Regions from separate parts of the Mus musculus genome. Here regions 2 and 3 are each linked to region 1. The links are chromatin contacts, called in public promoter capture Hi-C maps. All regions are on one chromosome and are shown on one strand. The core of a region is the stretch at or near the end of the contact, and the rest is flanking DNA. Distances in the headings are between cores, read along the strand shown. Region 1 holds the start of Olfr750 (olfactory receptor 750). Region 2 holds the start of Supt16 (SPT16, facilitates chromatin remodeling subunit). Region 3 holds the start of Olfr1509 (olfactory receptor 1509).

Region 1 (2,700 bases), core at 7-2,506:
CCCCATATTCCCCACATAGGCACATAATTAATAAAATAAGATATTGAAAATAGTGTGAGTTGTTATTACGACGCATAATATAGAGTTAATTCATTTTGCTTGAAAGAGAAATGTAGGCTTGTTCTCCTTGAAGCTCGTCCTGGCTCCTCTCATGATGAAGGAAAAGCTGGCAATGGAGATGTGTGGACCTGAGACTGAGTCCCCACGCTTTCAACTGGCTGTCTTCTTTCTCAAACTATCCCCAAGTAAAGACTGTTCTAACAGCTTGGCGACTACCTTCCTGAACATCTCTTTCAAAGCTTCCTTGACTTGATCGTTGCGCAAGGCATAGATAAAAGGATTCAGCAGAGGGGTCACAAATGTTGTTATCACGGTTACAGACCAGTTAGTATCCACAGAGCCGCTCTGGGATGGCCTTACGTAGAGGAAAATGGCACTTCCATAGAAGAGGGTTACCACCATCAAGTGAGAAGTACAGGTGGAGAAAGCCTTCTGCCGACCGGAAGCAGAGGGGATGCGCAGGACCGCCAGGACTATGTGGCCATAGGACGCACCAGTAATGGTGAGCGAGGACATGATGACAAGAAAGGCCAGGACAAAGTCAGCCTCCTCCAGTCTCGTGGTGTTGGTACATGCCAGGTGAAGCAAGGGTCCACTGTCACAGAAGAAGTGCTGAACCACAGCACCCTGTTTGCAGAAAGGAAGCAAGGCCACAGCCACTGTGGGGCCAAGCACAGGGAGGAGTCCCCCCATCCAGCAGGCCAAGGCCACCCGAAAGCACACGGCTCCATTCATTAGCAAGGGGTAATGCAGAGGACGGCAGATGGCCAGGTAGCGATCCACAGACATGACGGCCAACAGTAGGAACTCAGAGGCCCCCAGAAAGAAGTAAAAGTAAAACTGAGTGATACAGGCAGCAAAGGAAATGGTGTGCCGTCTCGAGAGGAAATTGCTCAGCATCTTCGGAATGATGACAGAAGTGATCAGAATCTCGAGGCAGGACAAGTTAGCCAGGAAGAAATACATGGGTGTCTGCAGGCGGTGATCCGCCCCCACCAAGACAACAATCAACGTGTTGCCTGTTAGAGTCAACAGGTAAACGAAAAGGAACACGGAGAACACTTCCGCTCCTGTGCTGTTGAGATTCGGGAAGCCTGCCAGGACAAACTCCGTAGTGCCGACACTCTGGTTCGCACGTGGAGCCATTATTATCTTTCCCAGCTGTAAAGATGAAACGACGTTCTATCACCCATCCTGAAACTCAGAGAAATTTCCCCTAAAGGGTAGCCACGTCTTAGGAAAGCGTCCGGAGTCTATATCTTCAACGATCTTGTTCTCAAATCTCGACTGATGGCTCTTCATTATGATGGGGAAAGTATCTCTGAACATCAGAGTTGGGTGAAAATACGAGAATGAGATTTTGTGAAGAAACAGAGCTCCGGCTGATTTCCTGCTTTAGAATTCTTGCTGTTTACACACACCCCGGTCTCCTACGCTCTGCTTTTCAATTACAAACTTTGGTAAGGAGCAAGAGAAATAACAGGACAAAGGATTCAAAAGTTTCCTGTGTCAACCTAACGAACTGGCAGAGAAAATCAGGACGAAAGTCAAAGCCCAGGCTTGGCTTGCCCCACGTTTGGAAGCGGATCAAGAGATGGGGTCCTTGCTTGGGTTTCAGTTACCCAGTTAAACAATTAGCTGCAGAGACCAGGGTATTTGATACACCAATTCTCCCCTTTTATGGAGAATTTTCACAATAAACCAAGAACCTAACTAAACTCAGATTGACACAAACTACTTGCATTTCTGAAGTAAGTGTAGTACACATAAAGGAGGCTGACTATAGCAAGAAGCCATATTGATCCATTCACTTACTCGGTTGCATTCAAGCTAAGTGCCCCGGCTAACATTAATATCAGCCCATGAGGCCTTTTTTCAATTTGTGACATTTTCCCTTCTGAGACAGAATCTGAAGCCTTTTCAAAAACAGGCTGTCAGAAACAGAATTGCAAATCACTGTTATAATTAATTAAACTGGAAATGAAGTAGATTCAAGCCATTCCAGTCCCACAAACTTAAAAAAAAAAAAAAAGGTTGAATTGATGGTATTGTAAAGTGCTGTCTCTAAAAGTCTCCACTAAAAGATAACAGAAAACACAAACTAAAGAAAAGAAAAAACTAAAGACTCTCAGTAGCAAAACATCAAGGTTGATTTTCAGAGCGTTGATTTTTCTCTAGCTAAATTGTTCCGAACACACCCCATTCTTGCAGTGACATTTTAGGACAACGGTCCCATTCCCAGCAGATGTTAGACTCCTGACTCTCTACTCTGGTCCCCCTTCTCACCTCTGGATCTCAGATGCGGGAGTGGGAAGCACGTGCCCCTTTCGTCTAGGATACAGGAGCTTTGTGGTTATCCGCCTTAGGGGCTCATCGCTGGCACTTCTCCCTCCAGCATCTACAGAAATCGCACTGCGCAGGTCAGGACTACAGTTTTACCTCTGCTCTCACCATGTGCCGCATTCTGTATTTAGCGATTCAAAGACAGGCCATGTTGCTGGATCACTGTCCAATGCCTAACATGACAGAAAAATTAGGGCTTGTGACCAGTAGCGAAGAAATGCTACTGATATGTACAGAATGCTAGGAAGAACGTGAAACACGAGCCTTAGAGGGTAAGTAGTGCTCTCAAGAAAGAGA
Region 2 (2,700 bases), core at 155-2,654, 1.1 Mb after region 1:
CTTCTGGCCTTCGCAGGCAATGCATGCAGGGTATACACAAACATACATGAATGCAAAATACCCATAAATATTAAAAAAAAAAAAAAGCTTTAAAAGTTTATTATTTCAGGGCTGGCTGTAGAAACGGGGGCTTTTGATTATCATCATTGCATACATCATAACACAGTGACAGTAAATATTCCCTGGATAGGGATATAGCTTAATGGTAAAACACAGAGGTGGTGGTAGGGCCAATCCTCAGGACCAAACAATATAATTTTGTGATAGAGACCACTAAGTCATCTAAAAAAAATTAGCCAATAAAGTGAAAAACCCTATATTATTTTCAGCACGCAATGCATCTTGCTTAAAAGATACATAGGCTTTTTTCTGATGAGGCAGGAAAAACAACCGACTTCAGTAAAGGTTCAATTTTATTTACTAAATGACGAGCCGATTGATACAGTCTCACTATGAAGCACAGGCAGGCTTGAAACTAGTCATTTTCCTGCCTCAGCCTCAGAAATCATGGGATTACATGCAGGAGCCAAGAATGGAGAGGACCAATCAGTATAAGATAGTTTACAAAGCTGAAACCGGAGTTGGTATTTTTTCAGAGCATTTTCGGCTTTCTTTTTTATCAGTTCTATTTCCCCTCACTCACAAGGTTCAGAGCCCAGACGATAGACCGTTCAGACAGTATGAAATCAATCAAACACTTGTGAAGTTAACAAGTTAACTAGCAAAAAAGTAAGTTTGAAATTATGATTATAAAACAGGGAAACTGCCCAATCTTTGGAGAAGCCCTGGAACTTCCACAGCGTTTTCCTCAACACGTGCCCCCGGTATGCTGCCGACATGGGAAACCGGCTTTGAGGCGTCCCATCAATTAATTCTTAGGAGAGCCCGCAGGTTCCCAGCGCTGGGTCTGTGACCCACGCAGGGCCTAAGGAGAAGCAGCGGGGCGCGGGAGCAGCATTTCTCAACTCCAGCAGAGGCCGGGGAGCGGGGAGCGCCAAGAGCTCCGGGCACAGCTTTCGCGCCCCTTTCCCGCAAACGGTAATTGTGGCGGGACCTGGGCGGGCCGCTGTGGCCGCGGGGCGGGCCAGGCGCGTGCGGACCCCGCAGGCGCAGCACGGCGCGGCGAGCCGGACGCTGCCGGGGCAGGCGGGAGCGCGGCGGAGCCGGAGGTTTCTGGCTGAGGGGGAAAAGGGCGCCGGGAAGCAGGCTATTATGGGATGTGGGGCTCCCGGGGGCGCGGGGCTCCTTACCCGCCAGTTACTGTACAATCTCTTCACTCGCCGGTAGTACGCGTCTTTGTCCAGAGTCACAGCCATTGCCCTGGACGCCGCTTCCCGTCGGGCTCCGAGAATCACGCGAGGTCCCAGCTCCGCCACCCGCGCTCGGCCCGGAATCCCGCACTCTCTGTGACCCGGAAGTACCGACCGCCCGGTATCCCCTTCCGCTTCCGGGTCCCTAGAGCGTCGAAGATTTAAAAAGCGAAAAAACCAAACCCACCGCTCGTTCCGTAGGGTGGCGGGAGGAAGGGCAACCGAGGACGCAAAAGTGAAGTCAACAGACCGAGGTGCAGCGCGGGCTCGCGGGCTCTGGAAGCTCTCTCCGGCGCCAGAGGCTCCCGTCACGTGACCCGCCCACTTTCCGAGCTCCGGGCGCTCTGGGCGGCGGGCAGAGGGAGGGGAGCAGAAAGAGCGGGACCCGCGTGCAGCCAGGCGCAGGAGTGAGTCCTCTGCCCCAGGGCAGGCCAGTGACCGCCCCGGGGAAGGCACTCTCAACCAAACACTGCACCCCAGAGGGACGGAGCCCACCTTCGCGAATAAGCTGCGCGGTGGGCAGCAGAGTAGGAAGGAAAGGTTCTGTTTTCCTTTAAGAGATGGGCCGGTAGGGTGGAAGGAAACAAATGGCTCGGAGTGGCTCCTAAACTTTGTAGTTCTTTCCAGCCTCGCGAAGACCCAAGTTGTGAAGGCACCCTTTTTGTCAGCGTGTACTTTTGCTGTATTTCATGAAAAGCCACATTATTCTCTGGCTTTCCCCAAGAATAGTTATCCTGACTAATTGAAAAAAAAAATATGGCTCTTGAAATTAATCCTCGTTTAAGAATGTGAAGTACAATTCAAAATATTTTACCTCTTTATCTTGTATCATTTCCTTGGCTTTAACAAACGGGATAACCCGCCATTATATATGCCTATTGAGGACTACAAATGGCTTTTCTATTAGTTGCAACAGTATTGAACTGTAGGAGAATGGTGTTTAAATTACGCAGCAAAAAACAGTACTTATATTGTGTTTAAGGAAACAGAACATAGGAAGAATGGAAAAGGATTAACTTAAATTTATTAATGCCAAGGGGAAGGAAGGTAACAGTTCCTGACCCTCCAGCTGTAGCCACAGTTTGGCCAGGAACAGGCTCTGCCAGAGGCTAGGGCCAGCGCTACATAGTCTGTGGTTAATGGAGGCGTCTGGGGAGGGGTGAGCACACCAGCTGCTCTAAGCTCCTTTGCTTCCCCAGAAACGAGGAAGTGGTCATTTATTATTTTTTTTTTTTAGGAGTTCCCCTGCCCACCCAATCCTCTCAAAATTGGGAGCAATTGGGTACAAGTTTTTTGTTTTTTTTTGTTTTTTGTTTTTTTCTTTTTCTTTTCACCTCCTGAAGTCTTGGGTTTCCCCATATTGTTCCCTGCCCCTCCCACATTTCCAAAG
Region 3 (2,700 bases), core at 143-2,642, 1.4 Mb after region 1:
TTCAAATAGTACTAGATTTAAAATTCCTCCATCTTTATTATTTTTTTTTTCTGTAGTTTGGACACTGTATGAGACTACCTTGCCCTAAGTGAAATAATTAGATCAAAGCCTCATTTTGGATGATTTGTGATGATTACCTTTTAAAACTCTTATAGTTTATGGTCACCCAGGCATCATGAACAATAGGAACAATGCGATAGTATATAATTTTCCTGGCAGAAAAGTTACATTACAGAACTGAAAGAATCATAGTTTGTGGTTTATTAGTTCAATTGAGAGGGCGTGATTAGACTCACAATACCTAAGAAGTTAGTTTACTGCAAATAAGAGTTTTTTTCTGCCAACCTACAAAGTACAAGGCACTTGCCAAGTGCTGCAAGAGGTAAGTCATCTGTGGTTATTACTTTTTGAAAAAATACTTTTTACAATTAGAATTTAATTATATTATTTCCTCCTTCCTTTCCCTCCATCTAAACCTTACCATATACCCTCCCTTGCTCCTTCCTAAATCATGGCCTCTTTTTATTAAGATATATATGTATACATATAATATTTAAACATTAATGTACAAATATATAAATATGTAAATACAACTTGCTCAGTCTGTAGTGTTTAGTGTTACTGTGTATATATAATTTCAGGGCTCGTCACTTTGTGTTGGATAACCAAATAGGGGAATACTATCTCTTCCACTCTCAGTATTTCTTAGTTGCCTGTAGTTCTTTGTTTACAACTGCGGCCTCATGAGGTTGTCTCCTTTCATGTTACTGAATCTACTGGTATTGTACTTGTTCAGGTGTTGTTTAGGCAGCCATATTGGTGTATCATTGGCAAAACTTCTCTGTCATTCCTAGGAAATAGTATCTCACAGCCAGTTTTCCTGGTGTTCTGGCGTTTAAAGTCTTTCTGTTTCTTCTGTACTTTTAAAGAACAGCTTAGCTTATGGAAATCAAAACTAAATCTCCTACTTTCTTTTATAGTTAAGTACCATAAAATAATTATGAAAGAGAAGCAAACTTTTATTGAATCAGGATAGTTTTTCTAAAGTCAGTACTTTGAGGTAATACAAAAACAAAGTAAGAAATGAATAGTATTTTAATAAATGTAAAATGACCCCACACTGGACAAAACAAAATACTGTTAAAGTTTTAAAGATTATCTTAATAACAGAAGTCAAATAATGAGTGGTCTTCCTTGGAGCTTTATGATTTTGGCACAAGTCTGATACTATTCTTTGTGGATTATTCTGAAATGAAAAGAACCAGGTTAAAAAAAGGGGCAAGGATTTAAAATAACTTACATATTCATGCCAAGCCTCAAAGAAAAACAGTCATTTCAATGACTTCATCTCTGTATTACTCAGGATAATTTAAAATTTAACCCCCATCCCCAGATCCTCCGGAACGCTCATTAGATGGGAGCTCTAAATCAAACAAGAGTGACTGAATTTATCTTCCTGGGCCTCACTGACAACTGGGTGTTGGAGATTCTGTTTTTCGTACCATTTACAGTCACTTATATGTTAACACTTTTGGGGAACTTCCTCATTGTTGTTACCATAGTCTTCACGCCACGTCTCCACAATCCCATGTACTTCTTTCTGAGCAATCTGTCCTTCATTGACATCTGCCACTCATCTGTCACCGTGCCCAAGATGCTTGAGGGTTTGCTTTTAGAGAGGAAGACCATTTCCTTTGACAATTGCATTGCACAGCTCTTCTTCCTACATCTCTTTGCTTGTTCTGAGATCTTTCTGCTGACGATTATGGCGTATGATCGTTATGTGGCTATCTGCATCCCATTGCATTACTCCAATGTGATGAACATGAAGGTCTGTGTACAGCTTGTCTTTGCACTCTGGCTGGGGGGCACTATTCATTCACTTGTGCAGACCTTCTTGACTATTCGTCTACCCTACTGTGGCCCAAACATTATCGATAGCTACTTCTGTGACGTACCTCCTGTCATCAAGCTGGCCTGCACAGATACATACCTTACAGGGATTCTGATCGTGTCCAATAGTGGAACCATCTCCCTCGTATGTTTTCTAGCCTTGGTCACTTCTTACACAGTCATCCTGTTTTCTCTTCGAAAACAGTCTGCAGAAGGTCGTCGGAAAGCCCTGTCCACCTGCTCAGCCCACTTCATGGTGGTCGCCCTGTTCTTTGGGCCATGTATCTTCCTCTACACTCGGCCAGATAGCAGCTTCTCCATCGACAAGGTGGTATCGGTTTTCTACACAGTGGTCACCCCTTTGTTGAATCCTCTCATTTACACTTTGAGGAATGAGGAAGTGAAAACTGCCATGAAGCATCTCAGGCAGAGACGAATTTGCTCATGAAATCATGTGTGTGTGTGCTTGTGTGATGTTGTGATAACAGTCACGGTTGTGACCACATCCTGAATGTGGAAGTAACAAGTGCTCTTAAACGCTGAGCCATTTCTCCAGCTCCGAAAATACATTTTCTTAATAAAATACTCAGAAGGTGAAAAGTTAAACATTTTGACTAAATTAATTATGACTTTTTATTTTCATGGTTGATCCTTTCACACTGGAATCTGTCTACGTCCAAGCCTCAAAGAGTTTTGGCTGTTCTACTTTGCAAATTTTATAATTCCATTTTGAATTCTAGGTGTATAATGTTTGGGGTTTAGTTTTTCTTTGTGGTATGAAGTAAGTTTGAGATTTGTTTTACTATC

Evidence for each region. Promoter capture Hi-C pulls out the DNA fragments that hold promoters and counts their contacts.
Region 2: a contact with region 1 is called in a promoter capture Hi-C map of pre-B cells, with 2.4 times the contacts expected there. The contact joins the promoter of Supt16 here to the promoter of Olfr750 in region 1. A contact is called at or near these places in 5 of 39 promoter capture datasets (cranial neural crest, erythroid cells, liver and 2 more).
Region 3: a contact with region 1 is called in a promoter capture Hi-C map of pre-B cells. The contact joins the promoter of Olfr1509 here to the promoter of Olfr750 in region 1. A contact is called at or near these places in 3 of 39 promoter capture datasets (the 3T3-L1 cell line, cranial neural crest and pre-B cells).

What each region holds. Positions count from the first base shown.
Region 1 is chr14:51,070,186-51,072,885 of GRCm38.p6, forward strand. Olfr750 (olfactory receptor 750) reads right to left here and starts at 1,257. Exons shown (of 1, transcript NM_207558.2): 1 at 126-1,257. The coding sequence starts at 1,206. The coding sequence ends at 211.
Region 2 is chr14:52,195,835-52,198,534 of GRCm38.p6, forward strand. Supt16 (SPT16, facilitates chromatin remodeling subunit) reads right to left here and starts at 1,405. Exons shown (of 26, transcript NM_033618.3): 1 at 1,251-1,405. The coding sequence starts at 1,316. It overlaps Chd8 (chromodomain helicase DNA binding protein 8), which reads right to left. Exons shown (of 38, transcript NM_201637.3): 38 at 2,317-2,700.
Region 3 is chr14:52,449,001-52,451,700 of GRCm38.p6, forward strand. Olfr1509 (olfactory receptor 1509) reads left to right here and starts at 1,393. Exons shown (of 1, transcript NM_020514.2): 1 at 1,393-2,402. The coding sequence starts at 1,415. The coding sequence ends at 2,341. It also overlaps Tcra.